Regions from separate parts of the Pangasianodon hypophthalmus genome. Here region 2 is linked to region 1. A link is a contact called in public Hi-C data. All regions are on one chromosome and are shown on one strand. Each heading gives the region's core, a stretch centred on a gene start, on an enhancer-like site or on the middle of the called end of the contact. The rest is flanking DNA. Distances are from core to core; before and after follow the strand shown.

What was found. Hi-C and Micro-C count contacts between places; a contact is called where the count stands out from the background.
Region 2: a Hi-C map of liver and muscle shows a contact between it and region 1, with 6 times the contacts expected there. The contact joins the promoter of cdin1 here to the promoter of meis2a in region 1. A contact is called at or near these places in 2 of 3 Hi-C or Micro-C datasets (liver and muscle and muscle).

What each region holds. Positions count from the first base shown.
Region 1 is chr10:10,828,556-10,834,396 of fPanHyp1.pri, forward strand. It overlaps meis2a (Meis homeobox 2a), which reads left to right and starts at 3,540. Exons shown (of 13, transcript XM_034307737.2): 1 at 3,540-3,702.
Region 2 is chr10:10,971,063-10,976,410 of fPanHyp1.pri, forward strand. It overlaps cdin1 (CDAN1 interacting nuclease 1), which reads right to left and starts at 3,110. Exons shown (of 12, transcript XM_026934528.3): 1 at 2,914-3,110; 2 at 2,180-2,297. The coding sequence starts at 2,289. It overlaps LOC117598248 (a long non-coding RNA gene), which reads left to right and starts at 3,122. Exons shown (of 4, transcript XR_004578945.2): 1 at 3,122-3,259; 2 at 3,979-4,031.

The sequences.
Region 1 (5,841 bases), core at 2,290-4,789:
TTAGTTAATTCTAAATTTCCAATTTTTTCAAGAGTACATTTTATGTTACATCATCAGATATCAGAGAGAAAACTATTAAAGGAGAAAAAAAAAAGCATTCTTGAAGGGTGCATGATCCTGAACATTATACTCAGTGCTATATACTCAGTTTAATTGCAGCATAATAGGTTTTACACACTGGTGTTTTTCTGTAGACATCTTTGTCTGATAGTGTGACCAATTTTAAGAATTACGACACATCGCTTTTAAACTGGTACACAGATTATGTCTTTTCTTTAACTGCTTTATGTGCAATGGCTTTAATGATATTAAAATACATTTCAGTCATCAGTGATATTCACAATGCTGTATACAAGCTAAGGTGAGACTCTGAGCCTCTGTAAGTGCGGTGCAATGCTTCTGTGTGCAAAATATTGTGGTGTGTAATATATGTAGTAAGGAGTCTGAGCATGTTGTTATCAGAGGCTGTGTGAGTGTCCCTGTGGCAGTCGTCTCATTGCTGTCTCCTGTGTGGATAAGTGCCTGGCTGCAAAGGGAACCCTTTTCTTTGATATTTCACTCCTCATTTGAATCAGTAGTCCCTTTATTGTGCCTTTATTTGACAATGTACGGTAATTACCTGGGTACTTTGCTTGATCGTGCGAATACTTCCAGAACCGAGGGGGAAATGCTGAGACAGGAAGAAACATGGAAAACAAAACACAGACAAACATAGCAACAGCATTTGTTTGGATAAATTTCAAATGAGCATGTGGGACTCGAGCCTTTATTTTGATCTGTATGAAACAAAGACAATCACATGTTGTTCAGATGTTAAAGTGTGGTTTGAAATCTTGCACTAAGGGCTGTTTGTTTAATAAATAGGGAGGTCAGGAAACATAATGGGAGATAATGGGAGTCAGTCTCTCTATTGACTGTCCAGCCCTGGATGTTGCAAATGAAATTTACATCCATTCCTTCATCCAAGAAGTGAGGGCATGTAGTAATATTTGTAAAATGAATACAGAAGTGTGATAATGTACATTGCAGCTTGTCTGTTTCTTGATCACTTTTTTTATAATATGTTTTTTTTCCTTTGTGTTAACTGCTAATAAGAACATAGGTTTCAGTTATACTATTCTAATTCATTAAACACCTTTCCAAGACCCCAAGTTTTACTTTTTTTTTTTTTACCTCTTTGTTTCTTTCTTTCCTCGACAACTGCCAACACCAAAAAAACTATTTTTTTTGAGTTGGCAATTGTAAAGGGGAAAAGTTAGTCGAACATGTAATAAATTTCAGTCACCTGGTTTGTGATTTGTTTCTCTCCTTTTGAATAATATTTTATTTTTTTAAAAAAAAACATACAAGGAAAATATTTTTGGAACTACTTTATTTTTTAAGTAACATTTTGCATGTTTATTCTGCAAATATACATGTTTATTTCAGTCAGGAATGTACAGAGATACATACAACTCAGTATATTCAATATATACTGCAGGCATTTTGGTACTGAATTTACAGTGGACATACTGTGGAATTAATAGTGAACATAAACTATCTTAGAGTACATTTTGGAATAAGTAAGAGACACATCCTGTTTAACACACGGTTAGCTCATGCTTCATGTTTTCCTGAGGGTTGGAAACATATATATATATATATATATATATATATATATATATATATATATATATATATATATATATATATATATGTTCTATTTAAACTAAAGACTGCAGCACACACAGGAGTCCCACACAACACACACACACACACACTGTCTAAGAGAGGAGATAATATTGCAGAGTGGATCCTCACGTGCACGCACTGAAAATTATGGTTATTATGGCTCGTATTTCGAAAAGCAAAAATCTAATTTCAGTAGTGTCCATTTCGAGTGTAAGAGGAGAGCGCAGTTAACAGCGCACTGAGCCGCTGATGAAAAGGCTTTAAATCCACACGGGATCAGTGTTTTGCTCTGATCAGCAGGGGAGGAACACTTCACCGCGCCGGCTTCCTGACGCAGAAATGCGCATTAAGGTCACCGATGCGCTGCTCAGCTCAAATGTGGGCTAGATAAGGAGCAAGGTGCTGTGTAATAAAAGCGGACTGATATTACTGCTTTAAACACCGTTAGCTCAGTAAATGCTGGGCGACAGAAAGGGTCACCGCTGTGATGTGCTCTCTATCTCGACCCCGCTCACACACTCCGGCCAATTACACGCAGTAAAGAGGGAATGCGCTCAGAGAAAAAGCCTGATAATGGTCCATCCTGCCCAATAACGACTTTTATAGCCACTTGTTTCCACAAATCAGCTAACATTTATTTACAGATGATTCAGCTATAACAAAAACTTATTATATCGCACATAACTGACCGACGTGCGCTAATCACCTATATCAAAATCACTAATGTCCTAAAATCACAAAATGAACTTCATATTTTCAAAGCAAAGCTGATTGTGTGAGATTATCGCCAATTTCACTAAAGTTCGTTTGCTTGCCATTTGTTCTGAACCCTAAGGACCAAATAAATGTAATCCATTAAACGGTTTAAAGCGCTTTATAGAAATTCACTAAGCGTAGCCTAATTTAAATCAATTTTTGCTTCTCGCCGCGAGAATTTAGCTCATTTTGATTAGGAAAGAAATATTACAAACCTGAGGAAAAGTCAGGAATGTTTTTACCTTGCAACGAAACAGCGCAATGTACTTAATTATTTAATAATAATAATAATAATAATAATAATAATAATAATAATAATCCAGTTTTGTTATAGTAATAATCATAATAATAATAACTAATAATAATAATAATAATAATAATAATAATAATACGGCTTGTCATTTTGTGCGCACTTTAGTGTAAAACATTTACAAAAATATTTACTTCTTTTTTTTTTTTTACATAAATCAAATTTATACTTTTCCAAATGGAAGTGTAAAATTCTGTTATAGGTTCAGAACATTGCGCTCGTGCTGTTACACTCAGTATTTCCGTAAAAGAGAATTTTAAGGTTTCTTGCAGAAGTTTTGATTATTCACTTCGTTTTCTTGCTGAATAACTAAAACCCCGCAATCTTTGCCTCGCAGCAGTTATTGTACATTTTTATTGCACGAAATATCAAACGAAAAACGCATTTTTAGCCCAACATATAATTATTTTGGGAACTCTTCGTGATAATCATTTATATATCTATTATTGCAATATCCCTTGAACAGTGAAAAACGATAATTTTTTTATTTTGATTTTATTTTCATTATTTTATTATTAATTGTATTATTTTATTTTGTATGATTTTATCGTCTTTGTCTGGACTGGGATGCATTATAAAGAAATTGATTAAACTCTGATTTTAAGCGTCTGCAAATAAAACAGTTGGGGAACTGGAGGCCGCTGCGAGCCGCCAGATGGCGCTAACGAGTCGCATATTTTCCACAGCAGGCCAGGCAAAAGACACAAAAAGATCTTTAACATTTCCATGGGAATGCCTAGGTTACAGTTTGCGCCCCCACCCCAACACACACACACACACACACATACACACACACACACACACTTTACCAATCCATGCACTACGAGCAAAAGGAAAATACTCCATTCAGGCTGAAGAATTTACAGTTAGCCGCGAAACTTTTACAAGTATTTGAGTTGCACAGTCTACTTGCAGAGAAACGAGCCACATTTCACTTGAGGTCAGAGAAAGTTCAACTTGATGAGGTAATTTAGATTATTGCATGATATAAACTTAAACAATAAATAAAAAGAATCTTAATAAAATGATGAACTTTGTTGATAGTTTATAAATATTTTTGTCATCACTCTAGTGATAATGACATCACTGTCTGTGTGTGTGTGTGTTATATGTGTCTCATATATATATATATATATATATATATATATATATATATATATATATATATATATATATATATATATATATATATAAATGGGCAGGGGGGTAATCTCGGTTAATCTCTTTGTATTATCCACATATTAAAACACTACAGATTAGCAAATAAAAGGCTAATATTATATTTGAATGTGTTCAAAAGAATTACATAATTTTACATCTATAATATCCGAAGTTAAGCTTTATTCCACTGAACACACTCTTTGCATATTAACACACCCCAGCGTTTTGACTGGCCTATATTTATGCGCAAAAGTTCAATCATATAATTGATGTGACTGGAAAAGTTTAAAAATCGAAGTTTAAAATATGAGAGTGCTGCTGGGACTTTGAGGCTCATTGAGCAGTACAGTTGTTTGTTAGAATAGAGAACACATGCAGGATATGAGCGGTTCCGTAGGCTCGTGATTGTCTCACTGTTTTGCTTGAAATGGATCCCATGCCCCCTAATGAATCCAAACGCAGCTGGCCATGTTCCACACGGACACCGATAGCTTTAACCCTAAACTGACCTCAATCTGACACCACGAGATGAACATTTACCGCCCGTTAATGTCCTCTTCTGCAGGCGTACAATCTGCATGTTTTCCCGTCAAACTGCGCATGTTTGTTTTAGCTCTCTCAAGTGGTTGACTCTACTGTATCCCTAAACAGCCTGAATAACAATTTCGTGGTAATCTCTCTCTTAAAAAAAAAAAGTTAAGACGTGTTTCAATCTTAAAAGCTCACATTGCAACACTATGGCAATTATAGCAATTAAGAGGCTATATTTGTCTAAGCCTCTAAGGAAAACTCATCACTTTTATCCTTGATTTTTGAGAAAATTTTAGCTATTGTTTAGAAGTATTATTATCAATTTGACCCAGTTGATTTTTTATTATATGAAGTTAAAATTGCTTGTATAGTTTCATCTTAATTAGTGCCAGTAAACGAATTGGAGAAGTTATAAACAAATTGTTAATAGGTTAATATAATTACCACATACATATTTTCTACATTCTACATCTATATTTTCTATTTAGAGGAAAATATTGTGCGCAATATTTGTAATATCTGTAAACGCCTGAAAATAATTTAAGTAACAGTTCCATCTATTACACGATGGACTCAAATCAGCAAGCATCCCAATCCAAATGTTCTGCAGGCTCCCATGTCATGTAAGTAGGATTTAAATAGTTTAGCAAATAAACAGCGCTGTGACTGGGCTCTCCTCACCTGGCATTTAACTCGCAGATCGCATTTTCCCACCTTAATCTCACGCTTTCCTGCTGCTGTACACTAGCATTAGTGAAGAGAAGGGATATGCACTCACCAAATGTTTGTCCGGGAAAAGCCCGACAGGCGTGTGTGAGAGAGTGAGGAGAGAGTGGGAGTCGGCATGCTGCCCGCTGTGTGCGCTGCACTGCTCTGCTCGCGGTGTGGAGGGAGAGAGCTGGCCGCTGGAGTTTCCCTCTTTCTATCGCATGAGATCCGCACAGCCGACCGGCTTCCACTTTTCCCCTTGCGCTTCTCTCATCTTTACATCACAAACATTTTAGTTTTTGTCGAGAACATTCTGCAAACTTAGCTCACTGGCAGTCCCACAGCAAATGAAACCCACACAACTGACGCGTCTTTATAGCATTTTATTGACGGTTGCAAACTGAATTCATCCTACACTCCTAGATGAGCGGGTATCTCTCTTTCTCTCTCTCTCTCTTTCTCTCCCTCTCTCCCTCTCTCTCTCTCTCTATGTCTCTCTCTTCTATAAGCGGTGAAATTGTTAATTCAGAAACAAAACAGGTCACGGAGCTTTAAATGTAGCCGCTTAGATGCAAAAGCCCCTATCAATAAGGCGATGATGTCACGCGCGCGGCGGTGTGTAGGCTATTGTCACTGATGTGGCTAAATATTAAAAAGGGATGGATGACCTCTTTGGGTTTTGAGCTCAAAAAAAGCGCTTGGCA
Region 2 (5,348 bases), core at 1,860-4,359, 140 kb after region 1:
TAAATATACTTAGCTGGAAAATAAGCATCACCAACCACTAAATTATAGTCAATTAAGCCTTAAATCCTTCAAATGTTCATGCTTATTTTTTAGGGCTTGAATGAAGTACCGCTAAGTAAGGAATAAAACACGATAGTGTGTGTGCTGTTATGGGAAAATAATCAATGACGGTGTGATGTGATGTGATGTGGCCCGACACAAACGGCATGTCGCATGTTTTATTGCTCTTACACCACAGAAATTTTCCAACACTAATTATTTATTAAAGAAAGACAGAGTGTACTTTTTTCCAGTTTATAATTACATTCACAAAACAAGTTTCTGCCTTTTGAAGGTAGTAAGACAAAAAAAATTTACTGTTAAAATAATTAATTAGTAAAAATTATTTTACTCAAATATTTAGTCATTCATTCATCTTCAATAATTTCTTTATTCTGGTGAGGGCCGTGGTGGATCTGAGAGACAGGAATACACCCAGGATTGGAAACCAGTTCATCACAGGGCATCATGCACAAACACACATATTCACACATTCATTTACATTTAGGGGCAATTTAGAGTCACTGATGCACTCTATAAACCCATAGGGACATGAGGAAAACATGCACAGAATCTGAACACTGTTCCGTAACCAGAAGTCAGGACCTCAAAGACACACTTCATATTAACTTTTTAAAGCAGTATCAGGTTTAATCCACTGTAGTAATATAGGGTTTATTTCCTATGTTTATCTATTTCTCTTTCAGTCCCCAAAAAAAAGAAAAAAACAAAAAAAACTAAAAACCAGCATCTATTGATCATCATGATTACTAGCTTTATATGAGTGTTAGAGAATAAGTAGTATGCCTTCTACAGCGAATCCGTTTTAGCAAATAATACTACTGCGTGGTTTACAGTGAGGCATTGACACACGTTCATCAGACAAGATCGATCTTCCATCATCCATCTCCACCAGTGGAAGATGTTTGAGTCTCAGAGGCTTATCTGTGTGTAAAGTTCACAGCATCAAAAGAACACACAAAACAACCAAGACACTACACAGATACACCAAATGGTGTATGAGCTAATGGACATGGTTGTCATCAAACGAAAGAATGTTTTACCTTCACCAAACAGCTGGTCAGTGTCATCTTGGTGCAGAATGACTTTTTCCAAAGCTACAGGAAGTCTGAGCATGTTGCAGACACAGCCCATCAAGAACATTTACAAAAACCTATCTCCGGTTTATACGAACCTACAAATTCGCTCTTCGAGTGGCACCAACACCCTTATAAAATGTTTCATGTACAGTGATTTAAAAGACATCATTTAAAAAAACAGCCAAATTTCTGTACACACACAGACAGCGTTAGAATCAGGACGATGCTCTTCAATGACAAAAAGGATTAAAAAGGATGACATCACAACCTCATTGCACTATTAATCTCAGTCAAGAAGAAGCTGATGGAAATCTCAGACTTAAACAGCATAAATATTCTGTCCTGAAAGACTAAAAGGAAATGTTTTATACGGTGAATTTATGCATGTTCACCATCTGGGCTGACACTGTCTTACAACACAGCTGAAACTGCATTTAAAAAGATACAAAGGTTAAAGTCGGGGTTAGACTTCATATCTTTTTGTTATGGCTTTATTCACATTGACCTTGTTTTTTTTAATTCGTACATGTTACTCATGTGATTACGTTGATTTGTGCAGGCTATACAAGCTATACATAACTGCACTGATGGTGCAACTAGAAGGATAATGAAAAATTTATAATAGAAAAATAAATAAAAGAAATCAGAAATTGCCTTGTAGGTTTGAACGTTGCTGCCTCACAGCTCCAGGCTCTCCGGTTCAATCCTAAGCTCTGGTTACTGTCTGTGTGGAGTCTTTCATGTTCTCCCCATGTCTGTGAGGGTTTCCTCTGGGTTCGCTGGTTTCCTCCTACCTACCAAAACCATGCCAGTAGGTGGACTGGCTATGCTAAGTGTGAATAAGTGTGTGAATGGGTGCGTACACAGTGCTCTGCAATGTCAAAGCATGTCCCTGCCTTACTCCCAGTGTTCCCGGGACAGACTCCGGATCCACCCCAACCATGACCAGGATAAATCAGTTGCTGTTGAATCATGACCATCAGTTGAATGGTCATGTAGCTGTAAGTGATTATGGAGTGCAAGGGGACTTGTACACTTACTCGGGGAATCGGTCCTTCAGCATCTTCATACACTGCCTTGTAGGCCGAAGCTGTTCAGTGAACTTTGCGATTACTCTGTATTCTGCTCTGCAGAGCTTCATTTTACTCATCTATCCACCTTTAGAGGGAAAGAGAGGAAGAGAATGTTCAAGACTTGTGTTGGATTGCAAGTATGATATTACAGCAATAAGTACCACATATATTGATAATGCTATCCCTGGGGTATATTTATACAGTGCTGTATTACTGTAGGAGCCTAATTCATCTACTAACAGTGTGTCAATGAAATCAATGAATTTAAAGCAGATTGTCTCAGCAATGTGTGTTAAGATGATGCTGAATATAGTCCACTTTATACTGCATATATACCCCATCTTTCAGATTTACTGTTGACTAGTGACAGCTCTGTGTGGGAGAAATAAGCACAGCTTACACTCGCACTGCACAGCTTTCATATTACACACATTATTCATATAATTATGTTAAAACTGATATGAATAAACAGCGATTATCGGTTAGTTTATCTGTATGTGCATCATTTCATTTGGTAAATCAATACACAGCACAGCCTAGCACATTAGCGAAGAACACAACAGCTGAATTCCAAATACCCCTCTACACCCTCTACAGGTGTACTATATAGGGTATAGAAACAGGCAGCTACAGACACTATCTAGCACGCTGCACATCCAATAGGAACTCGTTTGAGACACCGCCCCAAACTGCTAACTCACTCTTCCTTCTCGGTAAGACCACAGCGAGCAAAAAACACTCGCTTAAACCTCCGTACACCTTCAACAACAGCACGGGAAAAACATATATCAGCGGCTCCTGGTCATTTGTTATCCAAAAGACAATTTAAAGCACATAAATCTTCACTGCTGAAGGATATTGAAATACTTCCTGGATAGCTCCCGCGAAAGAGTTGAAAGGCGGGCGTGAAAAAAATCGCGTTTCTGATTGGCTGGGCCTGTGGGGATTGAGTAAAGTCGAAGCTGATTCGTCAGAAACACTACTCTGTAATAAAGCTCAGTAAAATGGGCGGAGTGCTGAGAATCCTCCCTCGAGAGGTAATAGCAGGTAAAGTTTGCAGATTTTTTTCTTTTTCTTTTCTTTTTTTTCTTTTTTATTAAGTAATATAGCTTATATGCATTACGTTCCTAAATATATGCATGATACATTTTGCTTCTCTGTGAGAAAGGAAATTAACTCAGAATATATGCAAATAATAAGGTTGAAATAGCTAGCAAAATATTTGCAGATTTTAACCTTATTATGTGGACAGAATTATTAAACATGGACTAATATTCGACATAGGAATATAATGTAATTTCTGCTGATTACAGAATCCTTTTATAAAATCACCATAATGAAATAATGTCATGCACTGTGCAATATTTACCTGCCTATAGGCATCATGTCAGAGTTTAGGCTCAATAATAGAAATCAATGCTAATGTGTAGAAATGCTTTGTATAGGTAATGTGGCTTAGTGATTTTAATACAGCTAGTATATCAGTAAACAATATGGTGGTTTATGAGCAGGAAAAAAATTTAATGTTTAAATCACTAGTTTTCTCTATTTTTTAAATTCAGTCTTGTGAAACAAATATTTAATTCATAACATTGTGAAATGACAAAGCTGTGAAAGCCTGCAGTAATTAAGCATAGAGTTGCTTTTATTTTAAGGTTGGTGTTGTCATAAATCCTTTTTTTTTGTATTAGTACTTTTACAATTACGTTATTTTCTTTACAATATCTTTACCTTTATATATTACACTAATATATTTTTGTCTTTAGACTGAATTCCTCAGACTCCAGAGATCCAGTTTACTACAACATGAGTGATACAGGTAAGGAAATGACTATTGTACTTCTCAGTTCTGCTCTCTAACACTAATAGATTTTTGTAGAATTTCTGAAACATAATGAATGTATATTTAGCAACTTTATTTCCTGTAATTATAATAATTATTTATAAATAAATTCATTGTCTTGGATAGGTAAATGCATTGAAATTAAATGATTCAGAAGAAAAAAACTCCCTCAGTCCTGGTAGTACAAGGCTTCATAGCTTTCTTTCTTTCTTTCTTTTATGATTTTACCAGGGTACTTGAGACAGTTGAGCCTATAATTTGGTTTAATCAGCATCCGATGTATAGGTAGACATTCCTCAGCCAAACGTAAAATAAAAATCTTGTATGCCTTATATTTTATAATTGTTATAACTCATTAACAGCTCATTGATATAACTTATTGTTCTAACTCATACAGCATTCAACGACAGCATGAGGTGCTTTAGGCATGCCGTTCCTGAATGTAGACACGTCATGCCGTGTGTGTGTGGTGACGGTCAGGACTGTCTGCTTTCGGTCTGAGCAAAGCAGATAAATATCTAGGATGTTAAGGCAGTATTAGTGTCGGTGGATATAAAAGGCTGAGGTCAGGCAGGACTGCGTCTGTTTCCTCTTTCAGGTATCAGAGAATCAGAGGTCGGGGAAGCGGTCTGTGTAATAGGCATAAAAGGATCAGTGTAGTGGGGCGGTTTGAAAAAAAAAAGATAAAATCAAAGCGTTGTAATGGCTCTAAAAGCAGGGATCAGAGGTGCTGGGTTTGGGTGCAAGCTGGCCGGAGAGGCTGTGGTGTGTGTAAGGCTGCTGGGAGGAGGAGGAGGCGGAGGAGAGAGAAAGAAAAAGAGAGAGGCGACATGTAAACAGGCCAGTGGTACACACAGTGCCGTTAACCAGCTGTGAAGCCTGCACACAGTGGGAGATGAATTTGCAAAGGATGTTTCCCTGTGATATCCAAGAGACGCTCCACTGATCTCTGCTCCTCGGCACTCGGCACACTATTGTAGTGCTAAGCACTGCGCTTCTAATGGCACCCCTATACCTTAACGTCTGGGATGCAATTATATTCACTCCTGCATGAGAGGTGCAAGGCTCCTGCTTTGTGCAGTTTCTTTGTGTGTGTGTTTTTAGGTTGCACAAAAATATAATCCTGCTCATCAGGTTATTTATATTATTTACACTATTACTAATTTAGATATATTTAAAAATATTAATACATGTAGTCCTTAGTCCTGTGTATTTATTTACGTATTTCGTAATTCTCCCAGCAGTTTCCGTAAATATTATATCTTTTGGCTAACTTAATATTACATAAAGTTC